Linked DNA regions of Mus musculus: all the other regions are linked to region 3. The links are chromatin contacts, called in public HiChIP or PLAC-seq maps. All regions are on one chromosome and are shown on one strand. Each heading gives the region's core, a stretch centred on a gene start, on an enhancer-like site or on the middle of the called end of the contact. The rest is flanking DNA. Distances are from core to core; before and after follow the strand shown.

What was found. HiChIP or PLAC-seq counts read pairs in DNA pulled down with a chosen protein or histone mark.
Region 1: a contact with region 3 is called in a FOXA1 HiChIP or PLAC-seq map of pancreatic cancer cells. The contact joins two enhancer-like sites. A contact is called at or near these places in 1 of 484 Hi-C or Micro-C datasets (pancreatic cancer cells), 2 of 115 datasets of contacts at active chromatin or transcription factors (CD8 T cells and pancreatic cancer cells) and 1 of 9 other capture datasets (liver).
Region 2: a contact with region 3 is called in a FOXA1 HiChIP or PLAC-seq map of pancreatic cancer cells. The contact joins two enhancer-like sites. A contact is called at or near these places in 8 of 115 datasets of contacts at active chromatin or transcription factors (CD8 T cells, T-cell acute lymphoblastic leukemia, bone marrow-derived dendritic cells and 4 more) and 1 of 9 other capture datasets (liver).

The regions. Positions count from the first base shown.
Region 1 is chr2:102,944,226-102,947,063 of GRCm38.p6, forward strand. It overlaps Gm34483 (a long non-coding RNA gene), which reads left to right. Exons shown (of 6, transcript XR_866583.2): 2 at 2,625-2,747. Among named protein-coding and RNA genes, the nearest start is that of Gm34483, 4.6 kb to the left of the region's middle. Within about 2 kb of position 1,281, at least 53 of the 459 cell types and tissues checked have an H3K27ac peak or open chromatin away from gene starts, as enhancers often do. A contact at or near this core is called in pancreatic cancer cells, where this site is marked.
Region 2 is chr2:102,996,680-102,999,616 of GRCm38.p6, forward strand. No RefSeq gene overlaps it. Among named protein-coding and RNA genes, the nearest start is that of Gm34483, 57 kb to the left of the region's middle. Within about 2 kb of position 1,377, at least 66 of the 459 cell types and tissues checked have an H3K27ac peak or open chromatin away from gene starts, as enhancers often do. A contact at or near this core is called in pancreatic cancer cells, where this site is marked.
Region 3 is chr2:102,763,830-102,766,529 of GRCm38.p6, forward strand. The region is part of intron 8 of Slc1a2 (solute carrier family 1 (glial high affinity glutamate transporter), member 2); the gene reads left to right. Among named protein-coding and RNA genes, the nearest start is that of Gm13872, 18 kb to the left of the region's middle. Within about 2 kb of position 1,287, at least 45 of the 459 cell types and tissues checked have an H3K27ac peak or open chromatin away from gene starts, as enhancers often do. A contact at or near this core is called in pancreatic cancer cells, where this site is marked.

The DNA of each region.
Region 1 (2,838 bases), core at 31-2,530, 180 kb after region 3:
CACATGTAAATATTCGGCAAGCGTGAGACACAGCAAGGTCCTCCTGCAGTGTGGTTCCTCTTCTTCTTGGCTCTTTCCCTGATGGCTTTGAGCTACAGTTTGCAACCTCATCTGTAGGCTCTGTGGTTTCATGCCCCAGACTCGTGAACAGCTCATTTTTAAGGAACTTGTCTACTAGGGATGGAGAAAAACCCTATATTGCAGCCATGAGACCTAGATTTGAAATGCCTTTCGGCTACTTTTTTGGCATTCTTTTTTGTTACTTCATCTCCCTCAGGTTTTATCTTCTCATTTGGAACACAGAAAAAAGCAAGCCTTCTTTACGTGGGGATATATGAGAGCCACATGTGGGAAGGAGAGTGAGATAGGACTTGACAGACTCTGTAGAGATGAAAGCTTTGGCTGTGTTTAGGAATACTGAGGAATTACTGAATACTCCCAAAGGCTTGTCAGGCCATGGTCTCATCTGGGCACTGACTTGTGAAAAGGGCCAGTTGATTTTTTGGAGTTAGCAGTTAGGCGGCACGGTGGCTGCTTCTTAAACTTCCTGGTCTATGCTCCTGTGTGCTGTGCGTTTGTTCCACTGAAGGCAGGTGAGCTGACAGGAGGGATCCAGGTCTTGGCACTTTCTTTGTTCTGGTCTCCTCTCATTTGCCTTTGCCTGAGGCAATCAGAAGTCTAAGCTCACAGGGTCTTATATTCAAATAAATCAGAATCACCCACCCGGATTTTCTGAGCACGTGTGTGTGTGTGTGTGTGTGTGTGTGTGTGTGTGTGTGTGTGTGTGTGTAGCAACCAACAACAAAATAAACCCTGAACCAGGTATTTTCTTTATAACATAAACACACATCCTCAGTGCCTCTAGCAACAATACCTTCCTGAAAGAAGCACAGAGGACCCCAGAGTAGGTGTTGGCCAGCCTGGGGTTGAATTTCAAAGGCAGTGCCCTCCTTCCAACTCTTCTTGTGGCTTCTTTGGGGTGTGGGAGGAAGGGTAATGCCAAGGATTAGGGTGCTGGCTTCCAGCCTCACTCCCTGTCAGCCTCCACCCACGCTCAGCAGAGGTCTCTTAAGAATGTTCCTTCCCTGAAGACAGGAAGAAACCCTACTGAGAATCTTCCAGAGGACTGGGCTAGGCCTCCTCATACCACTTTCCATTCCAGAGTTCTAGATCTGTGCTTGTGATTTGCTCTGAACTAATTGAGTCTGTAGGCTGGCCCTGGGAGGTGGCCCAGTACATGTGTTTCTGGGGTGATGTAGTCAGTGAGCAGGGCTTTGGGGTGGGCAGGGGAGGGCCTGTAGGTTGTTCCTAGACCGACCTAAGATCACCCACTTTGCTGAGGAGTCAACTGGAACTCACTAGGCAGGAATGTGAGTCTGGAGGCTTCAGGAGGTGGAGGAGCTGAATGGGAACGGGAATTGCCCAGCCAGGTCAAGAACCCCAGCCCAGATTCTGCTGTGTTCACACTCCATGCTCCATCTAGAAGGAGAAAATAAACATGTTTATATTCACATTTCCGTAAGTAGAGAAAAGAGGGTGCCACTGCATTTAGCCAGTATTTTGTTCGGTGTTTGCTTTGTTACAAAAAAAAGAAAGTTAAAGGAAGCCAGAGGAAAGGAAGCCTCACTAATAACAACTTGAAGGGGCTCTTGTGAAACTGGAGCTTCATGCATTTAATTACTAAATACGATGTAAGTATTCATTGCCTGCTAAGCCCTCTTTTATGTGTTGGGTTCCACAGTGGACAAAATAGGCAAAAGTTTCTGAGCTCATCATAAAATAATACATATTTGCTTTTAAAATAGTACAACAGGTTTACAAATAAGTAAACTATATTGTACCTCACACATACACAGAGCAGGAAGGGGATTGGTAATTCTATAGAGGACAGACAGGGGCTCACTGACAGGGTGCCGTCAGGGTCAACATCTGACAGATAGCAGGAGTTGTTGTGCTGGAACCCAGGGAAAGAAAATTCTACAAGGGCCACCGTGGCTGAAAAAGGAAATGAGAGACAGGCAGTGGAAGTGAGAGATGAAGCTGGAGTGCAGCACATCAACGCAAGGGGCCTCTGAGCAAGCTGAGCTTTTCTTCGGTGTTAAACAGGAGCCATTGCAAAGTTTCAAGTAGACAAGTGCCTTAAGTTCTCTTGAGGAACATTTGGTTTGCTAAGAAAAGATAGGGGTGGTCCTGATGCTATATCTTGAATCTTCAACTGTTCCAAGAAGAACTAGAAAGTATCAAGATGCCACTAAAATGTTTGGATGTGATCAAGACTGTCAAGGAGATAGTGATTCAGGGCTAATGAATGGTGCCCACATGCAACCTGAAATCACCTTAGGTTTTATCAGTAGCTACCCTCTGCCCTTAGAAAATATGTTCTAGAGAGAAGCCAGACTTTCACCACTTATAGCAACTCTACTTATTCAGCCATTGGAGGTTTTCTGCAGGCAGCTGTGACTCTGATGAAATAAGATATTCCTTGCTCTTAGTCTACAGCTTCCACTACAGGTCTAAATGAAAATGTTTTATACAAGCTCTCTGTGGTAATCAGTAGATTCACATGCAAAAGTGTGCAACTTTTGTATTCTACAATTTACTAGGTCTCCCTTGTACTCCCTTAGACTTTCAGAGTATTGAAGAGAAGAATAGATTTGGATGATCGATGAGCATATATTGGTATCTGCCAGTATCCTTTGCTTCCAGGATCTGTTCTTGGCAAGAATGGCATTGACATATGGCTACAGGTATGGAAATCAACATGGTGACCTACAGTCCTTGTAGAAACCTCTATGAGGTAGAATTGGGTTCTGTGCTAATATCTCCCAAGGTTCTCCT
Region 2 (2,937 bases), core at 127-2,626, 230 kb after region 3:
CTCCTCAGAAAATCCTACCCAGTCCAACTAAAGTTGAGCCAGCCAAGAACCAGTTCACTTACATGGAAATTCATGAAAACATTAGCCTAGTAAAATGGCTGTCTGGTCTGTAATTTATCATCATCATCATCATTAATTAATTAAACCTGTAGGTGACTTTTCTCCATGCCTCTGATTTCCAAATGGATGGGATTTTATAGTGTTTTGTTGTTATTGGTGGTTGTTGTTAAGGTAGTAGTGGTGGTAGCTGTAAGTGATGGTTCTTTTTATTTTTGTTGGTGGTGGTGGCTGTTAGTGATGGTTGTTTTTGTTGTTGTTGTTGTTGGTGGTGGTGGTGGTGGTGGTGACTGGTGGTTGTTTTTGTTGGTGGTGGTGGTTGTTGTTATTGTTGGTATTGATGATGGTGATTGGTGGTGTGTGTGGTGGTGGTGGTGGTTGGTTGTTGGTACGTCTGTGTGTGGTATGTGTGGTGTGCGTATGTGATGTGCGTTCATAGGTTTAGTCATTGTGTATTCACCAGTAGAGGCTAGAGGTCAATTTGGACTGTGGTTACTAAGGGGTTGTCCATCTTACTTTTGAGACTGAATCTCTTATTGGTCTGGATCCCATTCATTGTGCTAGACTGGGATCTGCCTGTCACTGCCTCTCTAATGCCAAGATTACAAGCACACACCACCATGTCCAGCTTACTTATGTTGGCTCGAGGGATCAAGTTTTCATTTTTACAAGGAAGACACTCATCAAATGAGGTATCTCTTAGCCCCAGAGCTGTACAGTTTTAAAGCACTCACGTTTATGGAAAATCTAGTGAAGCCATCAGGTAAGGAAAGGGCTAGCATAAGCATGGAGAGGAGCCTCTAGGAACACAGGCACTATTTAACTATCCTTATTTCTGTATCTTCTCTCCTTCCTAGCCTCATTTTTTATTCATCATTAAAGCATATTGCTTTTGAGAGAGCATACTTTTTAAATTCAGGAGCTCTCAACAATAGTTACACTTTAAATATCATATATGGCATTTACAGATATTTGCACACACACACACACACACACACAGAGTCTCATTCATCCAAGGCTTTCTAGATCTCTGGGACTGATGAGGTATGGGGTGAGCGGTGGTAGGGAATACCTACTGTTTTACCAAGGCAGGTTTATAAACCTAGGGTTGAGAACCACATTGGATAAACTACTTGTGGGATCTTCAGATTTATATCTGGAGATTAAGTGGGAAATCTTCTGTTTAAAAGGAGTAACTTTGTAGGTGGCATGATGCTAGCCCAAGTCTTCTGCTGAAAATTACATCTTCCATAGGATGAAGCAGACCATGGTCCAGCCAAACACTGTTTAAATCAAAACACATGTCCACAGCTGGGACAAGAGCATTAGGACCACCTAGCTGGATTCCATTGGAATGAGTCTGTGTGACACCATGCCAGCATAATTGTAAACAATCTCCCTAAAGAAGTTAGATGAAGGAGAGCCAAAAACCCAACCGATCAAACAACAACACAAACTTCCATTGGATTTAACTCAGTTTTCCAGAAAAACAAAACAAAACAAACAAACAAAAAAAACTTACACATCATACACACCACAAACCCTTATGAACAAACACCACCAAATATTAGAAACTGAAACCTGAACACATTGACACGAAGCCCCTATTTTCCTTGACCAATGCTTTCAAGTTTTCTTTCCCTTCCCCCACTTTTAATCCCCAGGATTTATAGCTCATCTCTGGCACCAAAGCAGGCACATGTTTACTGACTGATCTCACAAGCCACATGCATCTGCAGCTAGAGACCTTTTTAAATCACGCTTCTCTTTTATTTATCATGGTTTCCATGGCAAGAGGAAAATAAAGGGAAACTATGTTTAACAGCAAAGACAATAAAAGAAGCCACAGATCTCAACCAGGCGACAGCCGAGGGTAAGCTAGCTTCCCTTATGTGGATAACGCTGTGTTGCTTGCACCAACCAGATGGTTAATGCTGACTCTGGGGAAGAATCGATGTAACTCATGATCAAAAGCTACCCTTAGGACAGTCTGAGGGGGAGCTTGGACTTTGTTTCAGGCTTCTGTTGCCAAGATTTCCATTCAATGGACCTCAAGAAACCATAGAAGCCAACAGGGACTTCAGGACCAGAAATTTAATAATTAGTTCTAGCCCAGGTCATAAGCCTGGGTGATTTCTTTCATCAAACAGGTACCTTGAATTGGGGCGATCAAGAGATTACACCAGCTCTCTCCCTTGGGCTGGAGTCACAGGTCATACCCTAGAATAACCTGAAGAGTTGGGTTGCTTCATGTCTATAGCAGATAATTTCAAAGCTGGGTCCTTCCCACTCTGAGAAATCTGAGACACCACCTTTCATTCCTGAGATAGCAGTGTACTTCCCCAGTTTTTATTTTGTCACCTTGCATTCAAGTGCCTTGGCCCATATCAGTCACAGCCTTTTGATGTCCCTCTTTATAAAGGCACCAAGTACCAAGTAGTGCATTCTCACCACCATCTGACACGGGGGTAGCAGTCTCCTGGATCCGCCTACAACTTCACCTTCCTCATAACACCCCAGAGACCAGCGGCTGGAAGAAACAGCAAGAGCAGTGGTTTCTAGTAATTTGTTTCATTTTATTTTTTTAAGGGAGGGAATTCCCTCAGTGGACTTACCTAACACTAAAATGGTCTTGACATTAGACTCGCCCCACATTCTTCATGGAGGTGCTTTTTACACGACTTTTTATAGCAGTGGCTTCCCCTCTGTCTAAAACATCAAGGGAAAACCCCAGATTCTTTAACTCACCTACATCTCTGTATGCTTTCTGAGGTGATTAATGCTTAAAGCCACATCCTAGTTCGAAGGAAAGGGGCAGACAGATGAACTGGAAGAAAACACCATTTATTTCCCAGCCCCCTCTAGGCTCAGTGATGTAAA
Region 3 (2,700 bases), core at 37-2,536:
TATGCTAGAGTAGAACCTCCATCTCCTCATGTGTACCATGGCAACAGCAATCACAGAATTGGGGTGGTTAGGAGCATCATACATGACACATATCACATATCAGTAGATGGGAGCTATTGGAATTGTTCCTACCCAGTGACGTTCAGTAAAATATAACCGTGGTCCTGTAATACGAAATGAGAAAGCAGCTGTGACACAGGGAGTGCCACAAGTTACTCAGGATGGAAAACTTGCTTCAGATTCCAGTATGAAGCATGAATCTTGTCCAAACACATATCACATGAGACTTCCAACTTCCCACTCATCAAAACTCTTGACTTAATGAAGCTGTTGGCAAAGTAATGATAGCTTTATGTCCTTTCATTCTTGGCCCTGACAGCAATCAGGCTTACCCTCCAGTGCACAATGGGATTAGAATCAGAGCAGTGACTGCAAGACCGGTATTTCACTGATATTACAGAATTCCATTTACTTGTAATTTATTTCATATTAACAATGCTACTGTTGTGAAATTTCATGAGCAAAGGATAAGGTTGACTACATATGTTTAAGTCTTTGCTTCTGAATAAACTTAGCCAAAATCTCCTTAATTTTTAGAAATATGAAAGTTTGGCTTACATAGGCACCTGCATGGCATATGCACAGTTCTCTGCCTGCAATGTATTTGGGGAAAAATAGCCAAGTCTAGCTTTATGCTGTGCTATTGTGTGAATCCTAATTCTCTCTTCTCCCTCATGTAGGAGTACAATGACCAAGAACTTTCTGTATATTTATTAAGTTATAGAGCTTCCAGGGTCATCAAGAGCCAGCATGTAGCAGAAGCAAACAGAGGGGTGTTCAAATCCCAGAAGACCACATTGAATTTGTGTGACCCTAAGTTACCTGATCCATGGAATCGCTGGTTGTCTCATGGTGAAAGAAGCTGTTTATGTGCCTTGCGTGGTTACTGTGAGGTTCTGCTTTGATGTTGTGTACACAGAGCTTGGCACAACCTCCAGCAACCAGCCTCGAGAGAAGCCAGCCAGGGGAGTGGACTCCCAGACAAAGCAGAATGGGTCAAGGGACCAGGAGAAGGCTGAGAATTTTCTAGATAATACTGTCCATAAGGGGGGGGGGGTTACTAATATTTGACTCCTAACAAGATTTTTCACAGTGCTTGTAAGAGTGACTCATGACCAGAGCAACCCAGATTGTAAACAAAACAGCCAAGGCTAAGGATGACTGGAACCTGGGAATCCCCACTTCCTTTCTGTCCTGTCAATACTGGGGACGGGCTGAAGAGTCTTTGCTGTCTGGGACTTTAGGGAAGTTTCACTCCCACAGCTGTCTCACCTTGTCCTCAAGTGCCCGATAAGAATGATAGATTACTTGGCTTGAGGGTTGTAATGTGCCCTACCTCTCTTAAGTGCCCATGTACTTATTGGTTCCTAAATGCCGCCGGCCACTACATGAAAGAGAAACCCTCATTTATCCTTTCAACCGGTGAGGAAGTCAGGATACAGTTGCCCAAATTTTGTATGTTGTTGACAAGTGGTAGAGCTAGGATTTGAATTTAGATTGTTTAAGTTCAAAAAGCTGCTACACACTGTATCTGCTGTCTCATATGGAGTTCTATGAAATATACCAGCTCCATACTGGTGTGACAGGCACAGACATGATCACTGGTGTGACAGGAAAGGGCACAGACATGTTCTGTATTGTATGTATGTAGACATGCAATAAACCCGAAAGGGGTAGCAAAATACACCAAACATCCCAGTCCCTTGGAGCTCCAGGGACCTCCAAATTGTTCTCAGTTACAAGTCTTGGGATTCTAGGCTGGGCCACACTGATGGCCTGACTTGGCCAAACCCTCCCATGAGCCTGGAGTGCTTGCTCTAGAAATATTTTAATGTTTTAACTACAAAGCAGGCAACCCTCATTGTTTCAGCACATACAAAGTCACATGAGAGACCTATTTTCAGAAGACTGTTCTATTCAGAAGCGACAGCTCTGGATATCAGGATATGGCTTACTTGTCAATCACAAGCTAGATTCCAAAACCCACATAAAAATACTAGGTATGGAAACAAGTGTGTTTAGTGCTAACATGGAGAGTGAAGAAACAGGCAGATGCCTAGCAGACAGCTGCCAGCTGGTGAGCTCTAACCCAATGAGAAATTCTGCCTCAAAGAGGGTGGATTGTATCTAAAGGTAGCATCAGAGATTGTCCTCTGACCTCTACAGCATATATACTCATATGTTCATGTGCACCCCAACATACATACTCACAAACAGTTAACAAATAAAAAGAAGAAATGATTGCTTCTGTAAAATAACCTACGAAGATGAGAAAAGTCACTGCCAGTTGGTGATCCTCAGAAACCCTTTGGTATGTAGACAGGACACCTGAACCCAAGATTAAACTTTAAACTCTGGGGAAAGAGTTCAAAATGGTCCCAGGTATGCTCCTAATATTGCTTGAAAAGTTGATGAAAAGAAAAGTTGAGAAATTTTTCTTTATTCCATTACCATTTTATGGCACCCTCTTTCTGAATAATGCATTTTCCAGCCTTGGGAGAAATGGCCAGGCAAGTGAAACCGAATGTATCTTGGAATATGTTGTTTGCCTCCCCTGGTGAGTTGGTTCTGGATATTTTCTATTCCAAGTTCCCATGCTAAGCATTGGCAATGACCTACTCAGACTCCGGCCACATAGTC